3 separate regions of the Sus scrofa genome follow, and all the other regions are linked to region 1. Evidence: chromatin contacts called from public HiChIP or PLAC-seq and promoter capture Hi-C data. All regions are on one chromosome and are shown on one strand. The core of a region is the stretch at or near the end of the contact, and the rest is flanking DNA. Distances in the headings are between cores, read along the strand shown.

Region 1 (3,507 bases), core at 264-2,763:
ATCCCTGGCCTTGCTCAGTGGGTTGGGGAATCTGGAGATGCCATGACCTGTGGTGGAGGTCACAGAAGCAGCTCAGATCCTGAGCTGTTGACGCTGTTGTGTAGGCAGGCAGCTCCAGCTCCCCAATTCAACCCCTAGCTCGGGAACTTCCATATGTCACATGTGTGACCCTGAAAAGCAAAAAAAAAAAAAAAAAAAGGAAAAAGAAATTTGGATTTCATCTTGAAGGTGAATTAAAATAATGACATAATCATTTTTTTATTTTTTAGAATATTTTGGAGGCAACAGTGAAGGTAGGTTAGAAAAGAAAGACTGGGAACAGAGAAAATTAAGGAGGACCTACTAGTCACTTATGATGGAACATGAAAATGTGAAAAAAAGAATGTATATGTGTATGTGTGACTGGGCCACCTTGCTGTACAGTAGAAAACTGACAAAACACTGTAAACCAGCTATAATGGAAAAGGTAAAAATCATTAAAAAAAAAAAATTAAGGAGGACCTGAACGTGGGGATGGGGATGCAAAGGAGAGGGCACAGAGAAATAAAGTAATTAGACAATAGGAGGGGTGTGTATAAGGATTCTGTGGTTTGTACAGCGGAGAAAGGCCAGGGGAAGTGCTAACCCGCCCGCCTCGCCGGGAGAGCGCCCCACATTCTTCAAAAATTTCCTCTTAGGATTTTCACCACAATTCCAAAGTCTAAACTTGGAAACTCTACAATAAAGAACCATTCCGCAGGTTTCTTTCCCCTATGGCTTCATTAGAAAATTTGAAAACTTCTGACGTTTTTCAACATATTAAGCCATTGCACACCTCGAAGTGACACACTAGACAGAACCTTCTCAGACTAGGGGAGCCTAGGGGGTTGAAGGTGGGGAGGGGCTATAGGCCGAGAAAAAGACCGACCCAAGGTTTTAGGAGCATCACCTATTCAGCTTGCCTGGAGTTGGCCACAGGAATGCCCTTCCCTTGAAGAACCGGGAAGCGTTCGGTGGTAGATGGCTGATCCTCCGCCCCTCACCGCTTATGTAAGGGGATGAACAACACTTTGGTTCCTCCACCCTTTTCCAGCCTCCTAACTTTTCCTCCTAACCATTTCCAAGCCATTTACACTTTCCCCGAAACCATTACTGCGCTTCACCCTTGCTCCCACCTAACCTTAACCACCTTCAGCAAACCCCAACTCCAGCGCTAGGCTGTAACTAGGTATAGTAACCAGGAAACCCGGGCGTGTGGAACTGCATCTCGGGACAAGAAGTCCTAAAAAAAAGAGAAAGCGTTGGAAAACTACAGTTCCCAGAAAAGACTTCTACTTCCTCCCTTTCCCTCGTGAGGCCCCCCCCTCAACCCCACCCCCTTTGAAAGACCCTCTTGGCCACGTCAACTAGAGGGAGAAAGCTTTTTAAAAACAATTTTTGAGTTGTTTAAGTCTACTACTTAGAGAGCACTCTGGAGGTTAAAATAAAAAGTAAGCCAGGCTAGAAAAGAGAAGCTAGGTCACGACTTGGTCTGGCATGTGGTTGGACAGCCGCTACGACAGCGCTCAGGCATTGCATGGACGCCTAGGAGGCGGGGCCTTGGGGGACGTCGGGAAAGCCTTGGACCGTCGGAGCGCCCTTCCTTTCGGATCCGCCATCTGTGGTGAGTGTGTGCTCTAGGTCTTTCTCCGCCCCGGGGCCCGCTGTAGCCCTTCTTTGTACCCAAATCTCACTCATTTTCTTCTTTTCCTCACGCTCAGGTGGAACCGCCGCCAAGATGCAGATATTCGTGAAGACGCTGACGGGCAAGACCATCACTCTCGAGGTACGTGCGAGGCAGAGGCAGAAGGCACGGCCTGAAGGAGGGGGGCTTGAGGCGGATTTCGGCACTCGCGCTGTATTCTGCTTTGCAGTACGTTTCCGAGCCTGCCCTCTGAAACCTGGCTTTGAAGTGAGCGTTGTTACTGCTGAGCAAGGGCTTAGGGCAGGTTTTCGGTAAAAGGTCCGAGCCTGTCACCTCGTCCCGGCCAGGTAGCTGAAGCCGGGTTGGCGTGGCGGGAGGGAGGCGTCCCCCGCAGCTCCGCGCGAGCACGTGTGGCTCGGCTGCCACCGCCGTGGCCCGGGCTGGGGGAGGAAGTGTGCGTGCCTGGGAGCCCGCCCAGTGTAGAGAAATCAAGAGGCGTGGGTGACTTCAGTCCCCAGAGGCTGCGTACCTGAGCAAGCTTCAAGTTGAATTGAGCGTTTATTTTAGTTTCTTTTGTGTTACTAATATACTTGCATTTCAAAACTTATAGGTCGAACCCTCGGATACAATAGAAAATGTAAAGGCTAAGATCCAGGATAAGGAAGGTAATTTTTTAAAACTAATCTCAATATGGATTAATATAATCATTTTAAAACTCATCTGTAGAGGCTCAGGCCATTAGACATAAATGCTTTTGGTGGGGTGGAAGAGGTCAGGTTGACAAAAACGCTTTTGAACTAAGACAGTAGACAAATGTTTTGGCATGGGGCTAAGCTGCAGTACCTTCACAAGTGTGAGTTTAGATGAACTAGTTAATTTACATCTGTTATCAGCTATAAAATGATCATGTTAACCCGTATTAAGATTAAATAAGATAAAATTAAACATTTACTTTAGACATTGTCTGTAGCAAAAACCACTGATGACTATTAGTACCATTTATTTGATTCAGGATTGTAAATCTTGAGCAGATATGCTTGATTTGCAATCACTTAATTTTATTTATTTATTTTAATCTAATTAGGGATTCCTCCTGACCAGCAAAGACTGATCTTTGCTGGCAAGCAACTGGAAGATGGACGTACTTTGTCTGACTACAACATTCAAAAGGTCTGTATGGCAGAAAGAACAGGTCTTAGTTTGGAAATTTTGACCAATAACAAAAGTGAGAAGAATAGCATTAGATTAGAGTAGGTTCCCAGGTGCTTCCTACACTGACAATTGAGAAATGCTGCTACAGTCTGACATTTTGGGTTTTGCATGTTGTATCACAGTGTAATTTAAAGTATTCCTTAATCTTTCTATAAACTAATAGTTTATATAGAAATCAGATATCTTTTTTTCCTGAGACTCCATCTGTGAGTATATTTATGTCACATCCAGTTAGAAGATGCATGATGTTGGTTGTCCGTTTTCAATGGAGCAATAGCATTGATAGAATAATTTTTAAAGCCTATTTTGTTCAATAACAGGAGTCCACTCTTCATCTTGTATTGAGACTTCGTGGTGGTGCTAAGAAAAGGAAGAAGAAGTCTTACACCACTCCCAAGAAGAACAAGCATAAGAGAAAGAAGGTTAAGCTGGCTGTCCTAAAATACTATAAGGTGAGCCAATTTAAAATAGGATTTAATAGACTTAAAAATTTTGCTTGTGTAATTGGTTTTAAGCTCTTTAATATAAAGGTTTGGTTTTTTCCTGTTTAGTATTCAGATGAGCTTTATATAATGTGGTGTATTTACCATTTGCTTAGTTATTGCAAACTAAGGTTCTGAATTTGAAGTTAG
Region 2 (3,507 bases), core at 515-3,014, 1.4 Mb before region 1:
CAGGTGAGTATATTGGTGTATAGCACAGGGAAATCTACTCAATATTCTGTAATAACCTATACAGGAAAAGAATCTGATTCACATCTCTATAAGAATATGCCACATCCAGTCCACCAGCAAATTCAGGATGCTGTAGCTGAAAAATAAATCCAAAACAAGACATTTCTTCCCATCATCACTGCTACTAGCTTCCTAATTGGTCTCCCTGTTTCCACACTTGACCCCTAGATTAGTTTCCTAGGGCTGCGATACAAATTATGACAAACAGGGCAGCTTAAAACAACAGAAATTTATTGCTGCACAGTTCTGGGGGTTAGAGGTCTGAACCAAGGTGCCCAACCCCTGTCCTGCCTTATTGCTCCACTCTAACATCCCTATACTACATATAATCTGCACTATCTGCCTCATAATACATATAAAGTACTTAGACTAGTGCAAAAAGTACATGTTGTATTAATGTTAACTGCTTTATTACTTCCACAATAGGTTATCATTCTTTGTCCATGTAATCTCCCTTGCTAGACAGTGAGAGATGGGGAGGACAGAAACCCATTTATTTCCCATTTACCAATTCCAGCGTTAGCGCACACATTAAGCATTAAAAAGTACCTTAATCAATGAACAACATCTCAATCCTGGAACAAAGTTATTTTCTTTGACACTCTGGATTCCCTATGCTTTTAAAAAAGGAAATTTGTAAGACGAAAAATAGATTGCTCTTCCTGCTTTTTTATTTGACTCAAATTGCTGGGGCGAGGGAAGTGGGCACGACGAACGACACAGTCTTTTAGCAGACATAGCAAAAAGGTTTAGCTTTTCCCACCCCCAGAAAAACAATGATAGGAGCTCTACAGCTATAGCCTATTATACTGGAGATTAAAACAATGGCATTTTCAAAGGGGGGGGAGGGGAATCGAAAACTTTTCGTTTTATCTTGAACGCACTCAGACGTGCCTAAATCGCATGTGAGTTCATAATTTACATTCCCCTGACCCTAAACCTCATCTAAGGAAATTTATCAGCTTCCTTGACAGACCAGCAACTCAACACTTGAACTCCGGACTGAAAGAGGAGCCCCATGTGGGGTTAAAAAAGAAAAAAAAAAAAAAAGTAGGGGTTGAAATAACTAGCTGCGGTCCCCACAAGCAGAGTCTCCGACCATGCCACCCTTGGACAATCGCAGTATTTTTATACTGGAGGACGACAGGTTTCCTCAGCTCAAGTTTGCCAGAACCCAGAGCTGCAGAGGCTACGCCAACCGCCCTGGGAAGAGTTGAAAGTACTGAAGTGACCGCAGCAAAGGAGGCGGAGAGAAGCCTGAGCGGGAAAGATGAAGTGTACAGATGCTTACGTGCGGAGAAAAGGAGAAAGAAGGGCAGCGAGAATTCAGGAACAGCGCCAATTCTCATTTCTCATCGCTACACCCAATACTCGCATCTCAAAACCAGCACCCGCCCGCGCTCACACTGTTTTCTAGACGCTCTAGCTAGGGCCAAGCCTCCACCCACCCTCTGGAACCTCGCGGGTGGCGGGAGGGAGTGGCCGCCGCCTCCCGGACTCACCGGCTCGGCGTGCAGCCACTTCTTCGTCGCCAAAAAGGCTGGTCGGAGGCCGGGTCTTTCAGGGTCCCTTTCCGGGAGACCGCTGTGTTCGCTGCCAGCCGCGAGACCGCAGTTGCTGGAAACCCGAGAAACCAGGCTGATGTCCCGGCTTCCGTAGGCGTTCGGCTCAGCGACCCCGGATGTTGATGTGCCGCCCGCCCCGGAAACGGTGGCGGGAAGCCCAAGGGGGCGGGGGCGGTGTTGTAGGGCTCTCCGGAAGGAGACGTGGCGGCGGTTGGGCCCAGGGCTCCCTGGCCGCTTGGTAGTCCCGCCGCCTCCTTCTCCTCCTCCCCCTCCTCTCGTCCTCTGTGGGCCGAGGAGGTTGTGGCGGCGGCTGGAAAACTCGGCGGCGGAGGATGGAGGAAGGAGGCGGCGGCTCTCGGAGTCTGGTCCCAGGCGGACAGGTGTTACTTGTCCTCTGCGGTCTCCTAGAGGCGTCCGGCGGCGGCCGAGCGCTGCCCCAGCTCAGCGATGACATCCCTTTCCGAGTCAACTGGCCCGGCACCGAGTTCTCTCTGGTCAGTGCCCTCGCGAACCCGGTAGCCATCTCTCTTCCTCCTAGCGCTCAAGGGCTCGGCCCCTTCCTTCGGTATTCTTTGCTTTTTACCCGTAGAACCTTCTCTCTAGGCGCACACTTCCTTCCCCAATACAAAGCTTCACTGACCCCGCTTTCATTCATTCATACAGCAAATGTTTATCCACTACGTTGTCTGGGATGTGCCCTCCATGCTCCGCATTCGGGACAGGCTCTCTCCCTTTAAAAATCTGTCTCACTTGACCTTACCAACACTCCCACCCTGTGGAAGAAGCTGTCCCAGAACATCGTCGGGCGCACACATCTATCTTTTTGTAAAGTCATCTGCAGCTCTTCCTCCACCAGAAGCCTTCTCTCCTTCCAGGAGTATTACACACCACTCTTCCCACACAACCAGTTCTACTGTGAATAAGAGTTCTCTTCCTCATATTCGCTCTTTCTCTCATATATACACACAATACATATACGTATAAGGCCCTCTTTTCCCTTCCCAAGTTGTTTCTGAGAGTGCTATTTGGCCTGTGAGAAGTTAATGACGCTGTATGCAGAATATCCTTTACAGTTTTCATGTATTTACTATAGCTATTATTTAAGACTCCAGAACGTGAAATTTTATAATTGGATTTCCTACGTTGAAGAACATATGTATTACCTCAAAGTAATGAAAATTTGCACTTCTCCCTTTGGAAAGTAGACTGCTGAAGAGTCTTTCTATCCACTGTAGGCCAATAAAAATTGTGCTCTTGTGATACTTACCGTATGGGTAATTGATACATTTATTTCCAATAGAAGACCAGGAAAATGCAAAATATCTTTTTTTTTTTTTTTTAATACTTATTCCACTACCTGCAGTCCTTCTACTTGGAAAACTATTTTAGTGTGTTATTCTGCTACTCTTTCACTGAAACGTGAATAAGTGAAACTGTGATGTCAGTACAGAATTTACCAGGGTAAGGGATGTCATCATTACCACAATAGATTTCTATTTGCAAATGTTAATTTTTGCTAATATTTGTGGTTTGTTTTGCCACCTCTCAGTTTTCACTTCTTCATTTCTGGTAGTCAGTGGTTCTCAAGTTTATCTAAGTAAGTATTTCTCTAAGAAACCTGATATATCTTTTTATTAATACTAGGAAATATTGATATATTAAAATACTCATATAAAAGTTTACTGTAAGTTAGCTATAACTTTAGGAGGCTTGGAATGATAATGCTTTAGTCCAACCTCCGTTATTATTTCCACAGGGCATATTTAGCATGACCTTGGCAAATGTTTAAAGAATGTGGTCATTTAAATTTTTTACTCTTGCACCTGTGGCAAAAGGCATGCTGATATGTGGTTCTGAAGATTTACTGATCTATAGCAGATGA
Region 3 (3,507 bases), core at 364-2,863, 1.2 Mb before region 1:
GTAAACACTGGTTAAGTGACTTATGCCTTGTGTGTTCACCCACTCAGCCATAAGCACGAACATACAATGCTACAGACTTTATGTATAGTTAATGAAACAAGATATAGCAACAATTTTTTTTAAAAAAAGTTCTTCTGGAAAAAAAAAAAGTTCTTCTGACACAGTGAAGACACATCTAGCAAATTAAGCCTCTAACCTTCCTCCAACTGTATTTTACTCGGTTTCCTCTAAATTTCAGTGGCAATATAGTTTGCAGCCAGTTTATGCAACAACAAAAAGTATCAAAAGAAGAACAGAACTGAAACGGATTTAGGTAATCTATAAGCAACTCAAAAATTAACATAAGCCCGATACCAATAACGCCCGGGACAGCCTGACAGCTCTCTTCTCTATTTTCCTTAGTACCGCTCATTTCCAAAGGAAATGTCACAACAGGAGCAACATACTCTTTCCCGAGGTTCTAAGACTCAACATTCTCAACATTAACGTATAGTACACAGCTCAAGAATGCGCTGACGGCTGATTTAAACCAATCCTTTCAATGAAATCCACGAAGGCTGAGAAGGCCCAATAAAGCAGAACCGTAAGTTCCCTACGGCCTTTTTCTCATTCAGAAAGTTAGTAGACACGAAATAAAGGACAGGAAGAGGCAGGGACCATGGGGGAAGAAAGAATCGAAGGCAACACCAGAAAAAGTCGAATTGCTCACCCAAAGACCAATCTTCTCCACTCGCCCCGAAGTGGGCAAAGGTCCAAGAAGGACCCTTGGGGGACCGCTCACCTCTTTCCCCTGGGAGCCCAAAGCCCTCTCGCTCCCTGAGGCCCCGAATGTTGGAAGACAACAACACGAAATCTTGGGGAAAAGCAGCTGCGGAGGACGTAATGGGCTGGTGAGGACCAGGGAGATCCCACAGGAAAGTGTTAGGGAACCTTGAGTGCTACCCAGGCTTCGGTCGCGGCCCTGGGACTACAGCACAGAGACGATCCGCCCTAACCGGACAGAGATGAGAGTGCAGGGGTCCGGTGCCCACAAAGAGCCGTCCCCCCGCCTCCCGCGGACGCCCTCAAACCAAGCCTTCGCCTCTAGTCCGTTCCGCAGGCCCTGGAACACTTACGTGGAGAGTTTCCTAGTCCAGAAGAGGCCCCCGGGCCACAGCTCTTGGAGCTGCACCGCCCGGCCCAGGTTGCTTTTGATCTGGGCCAGCTGCAAGTCGGATTCGGCGTCCAGCTGCTCGGCGTAGGGCAGCAGCTTGTTGTAGACGATCTCCTTTTGCGGGACGAAGCCCCGCGGGTTCGGACTTGGACGCCCGCCCGGTTCCGAGGGATCCCCGCCGCCTGCCCGTTCGGCCGGCTCCATGAGCCCAGGGACAACCCCCCAACCCCCTCCCACCCTAACCCTCCCCGGCCCCCACCCCTCTCCGGGCTCCGCCTCCTCCGCGTCGTCGTCGCCCTGCGGCCGCCGGCGGCCCGTAACCCTCTGCCCTATTGCTGGGCCCCCTCCCCTGGCCGGCGCGCTGCTGACCCCCGCGCGGTGCCCGGTTCGTTGGCGGCGGCAGCGGCCGCTCAGCCCGCTCCGCACCGGCTCGGCTGGTGACGCTGCAGCCGCCGGGCCCGGAGGTTCCGGACCGGCCTCAAGTCACTTCCGGGGCGGGGCGGGGTGGGGAGGGGCGACGGCGTCGGAGGAGGAGGCGGCCGCAGAGGCAGCCCAGCGGGCAGCGCCTTCCTCCCTGTGGGCCGGGCTCCGAGCCCCCACCCCTGGGCCTCAGCGGCCCAGCGCGAGGCTGTCCCGCCGGAAATCGAGTCCGAATTCCAAGTTATTGTCCTTCCTCGCCTAGGGTCTCGCACTGCTTGCGGCTGCCCTCAGGAACCGCTAGTCGCCGTGGCCTCCGATGAGACAGTCGACGTAGTGCCCCATGCCGAGTTTATGGAAAAACCTAGGTACTCTATCCGTCCCACTTGCTGCTTATCGATTTTTTAGTGACCCCTTTAAGCCCTTGTCTTTCTGGCATTCTTTTGGCCGCCCTCATTCCAAAGAAAAGAGTTCAACATTCAGCAAATATTAATTGAACTACTACTGTGTGTCAGACACTTATTTTAGGCCCTAGAGTTGGAAAGTTTTAGAGCACCTGGTTTCTGCGCTCCAGGGGCTTTACATCGCGTGGATCTCTTGATTAGAGAATATGCAATTACAAGACAATACTGCTAGATAAGTACAGAATGTCTTGGGAACACCTAAAGATGACTTCACACTGTATTTCTGGGAAACTTAAGATGGTTTCCTAGAAATTACATGTAGCGTTGAGCTTAAGGGTTAAGTGCCGAACCGATTAGAAAAAGAAGAGAGAGGAACATACATATATTTCAGCTGAGGGAGCAGCATAGGCTGCAAGCCTGCATTCCAGGAATTCAAAGTTCAGAATGACTGCAGGCGGTTAGTAGAGAGGGGAGTAAATTACTGAGACTGAGAAGGACATGCTAGGGAGTTTTTAGAGCTTTATCCTTTTTTAAAAATTTTTATTTATTTATTTATTTTTTTGGTCTTATTTAGAGCAGCTGCGGTGCCATATGGAAGTTCCCAGGCTAGGGGTGGAATCTAAGCTGCAGCTGCCAGCCTATGCTACAGCCACAGCAATGCAGGATCTGAGCCAAGTCTGCAACCTACACCACAGCTCACGGCAATGCCAGATCCCCGACCCCAACCAGGGATAGAACCTGCGTCCTCATGGGTACTAGTCAGATTTGTTTCTGCTAGGCCATGACAGGAACTCCTAGAGCTTTATCTTAAAGGCAACAAGAAGCTGAAAATTGATAAGCATAGAAGAGGCATTATATAATTTATGTTTTTGAAGAATCACTCTGGGTTTGTGTGGAGAATGGATTAGAACAGATAAAATTGGAAGCTGGTGGACCCTTTAAGGAGATGTGACTTAATGGTGGCGCTCATGTCCGTTGAAATGCCTGCGCTTGGTAGTTGACTGGACATGAAGAGTAAAACAGAGGGAATGAGTCAAGACAATGTCAGATTTCTGGCTTAGGAAACAGTATATGGTGAAGCCCTTGAATTAAGAGAACACAGCAGAAACAGCTATGGAAGCAGAATGCCTGAAGGATGGAAAAATATTTTGGTGTATGGATCAGGAGGGTCATCTGAAATGGGATATGGATTAGCATATAGGTAGAATGGAGGGAATGAGATATAGAGTATTGCTAAAAGATAAACAGGCGGGAGTGCCCATTATGGCTCATTGATAATGAATCTGACTAGTATCCATGAGGACTCAGTTTCAATCCCTGACCCCAGTCAGTGGGTTAAAGATCCGGTGTTGCTGTGAGCTGTAGTTTAAGTCACAGTCAAGGCTCTGGATCCTGCGTTGCTGCAGCTGTGGTGGTAGGCTGGCAGCTGCAGCTCTGATTCGACCCCTAGCCTGGGAACTTCCATATGCTGCAGGTATGGCCCTAAAAAGACAATAAATAAGTAAACAGAAGCATATTAAAAAATTTAAGAGT

Evidence for each region. Promoter capture Hi-C pulls out the DNA fragments that hold promoters and counts their contacts. HiChIP or PLAC-seq counts read pairs in DNA pulled down with a chosen protein or histone mark.
Region 2: a promoter capture Hi-C map of liver shows a contact between it and region 1, with 13 times the contacts expected there. The contact joins the promoter of ERLEC1 here to the promoter of CLHC1 in region 1. A contact is called at or near these places in 1 of 5 promoter capture datasets (liver) and 1 of 2 datasets of contacts at active chromatin or transcription factors (alveolar macrophages).
Region 3: an H3K27ac HiChIP or PLAC-seq map of alveolar macrophages shows a contact between it and region 1. The contact joins the promoter of PSME4 here to the promoter of CLHC1 in region 1. A contact is called at or near these places in 1 of 5 promoter capture datasets (fetal liver) and 1 of 2 datasets of contacts at active chromatin or transcription factors (alveolar macrophages).

The regions. Positions count from the first base shown.
Region 1 is chr3:85,990,313-85,993,819 of Sscrofa11.1, reverse strand. It overlaps CLHC1 (clathrin heavy chain linker domain-containing protein 1), which reads right to left and starts at 1,513. Exons shown (of 10, transcript XM_021087534.1): 1 at 908-1,513. RPS27A (ubiquitin-40S ribosomal protein S27a) reads left to right here and starts at 1,563. Exons shown (of 6, transcript XM_003125136.5): 1 at 1,563-1,642; 2 at 1,740-1,804; 3 at 2,274-2,328; 4 at 2,748-2,833; 5 at 3,196-3,327. The coding sequence starts at 1,757.
Region 2 is chr3:87,388,071-87,391,577 of Sscrofa11.1, reverse strand. It overlaps ERLEC1 (endoplasmic reticulum lectin 1), which reads left to right and starts at 1,764. Exons shown (of 13, transcript XM_003125148.4): 1 at 1,764-2,119. The coding sequence starts at 1,958. ASB3 (ankyrin repeat and SOCS box containing 3) reads right to left here and starts at 1,615. Exons shown (of 10, transcript NM_001205042.1): 1 at 1,563-1,615.
Region 3 is chr3:87,229,616-87,233,122 of Sscrofa11.1, reverse strand. It overlaps PSME4 (proteasome activator complex subunit 4), which reads right to left and starts at 1,613. Exons shown (of 47, transcript XM_003125150.6): 1 at 1,116-1,613. The coding sequence starts at 1,357. It overlaps ACYP2 (acylphosphatase-2), which reads left to right and starts at 1,747. Exons shown (of 5, transcript XM_021088229.1): 1 at 1,747-1,938.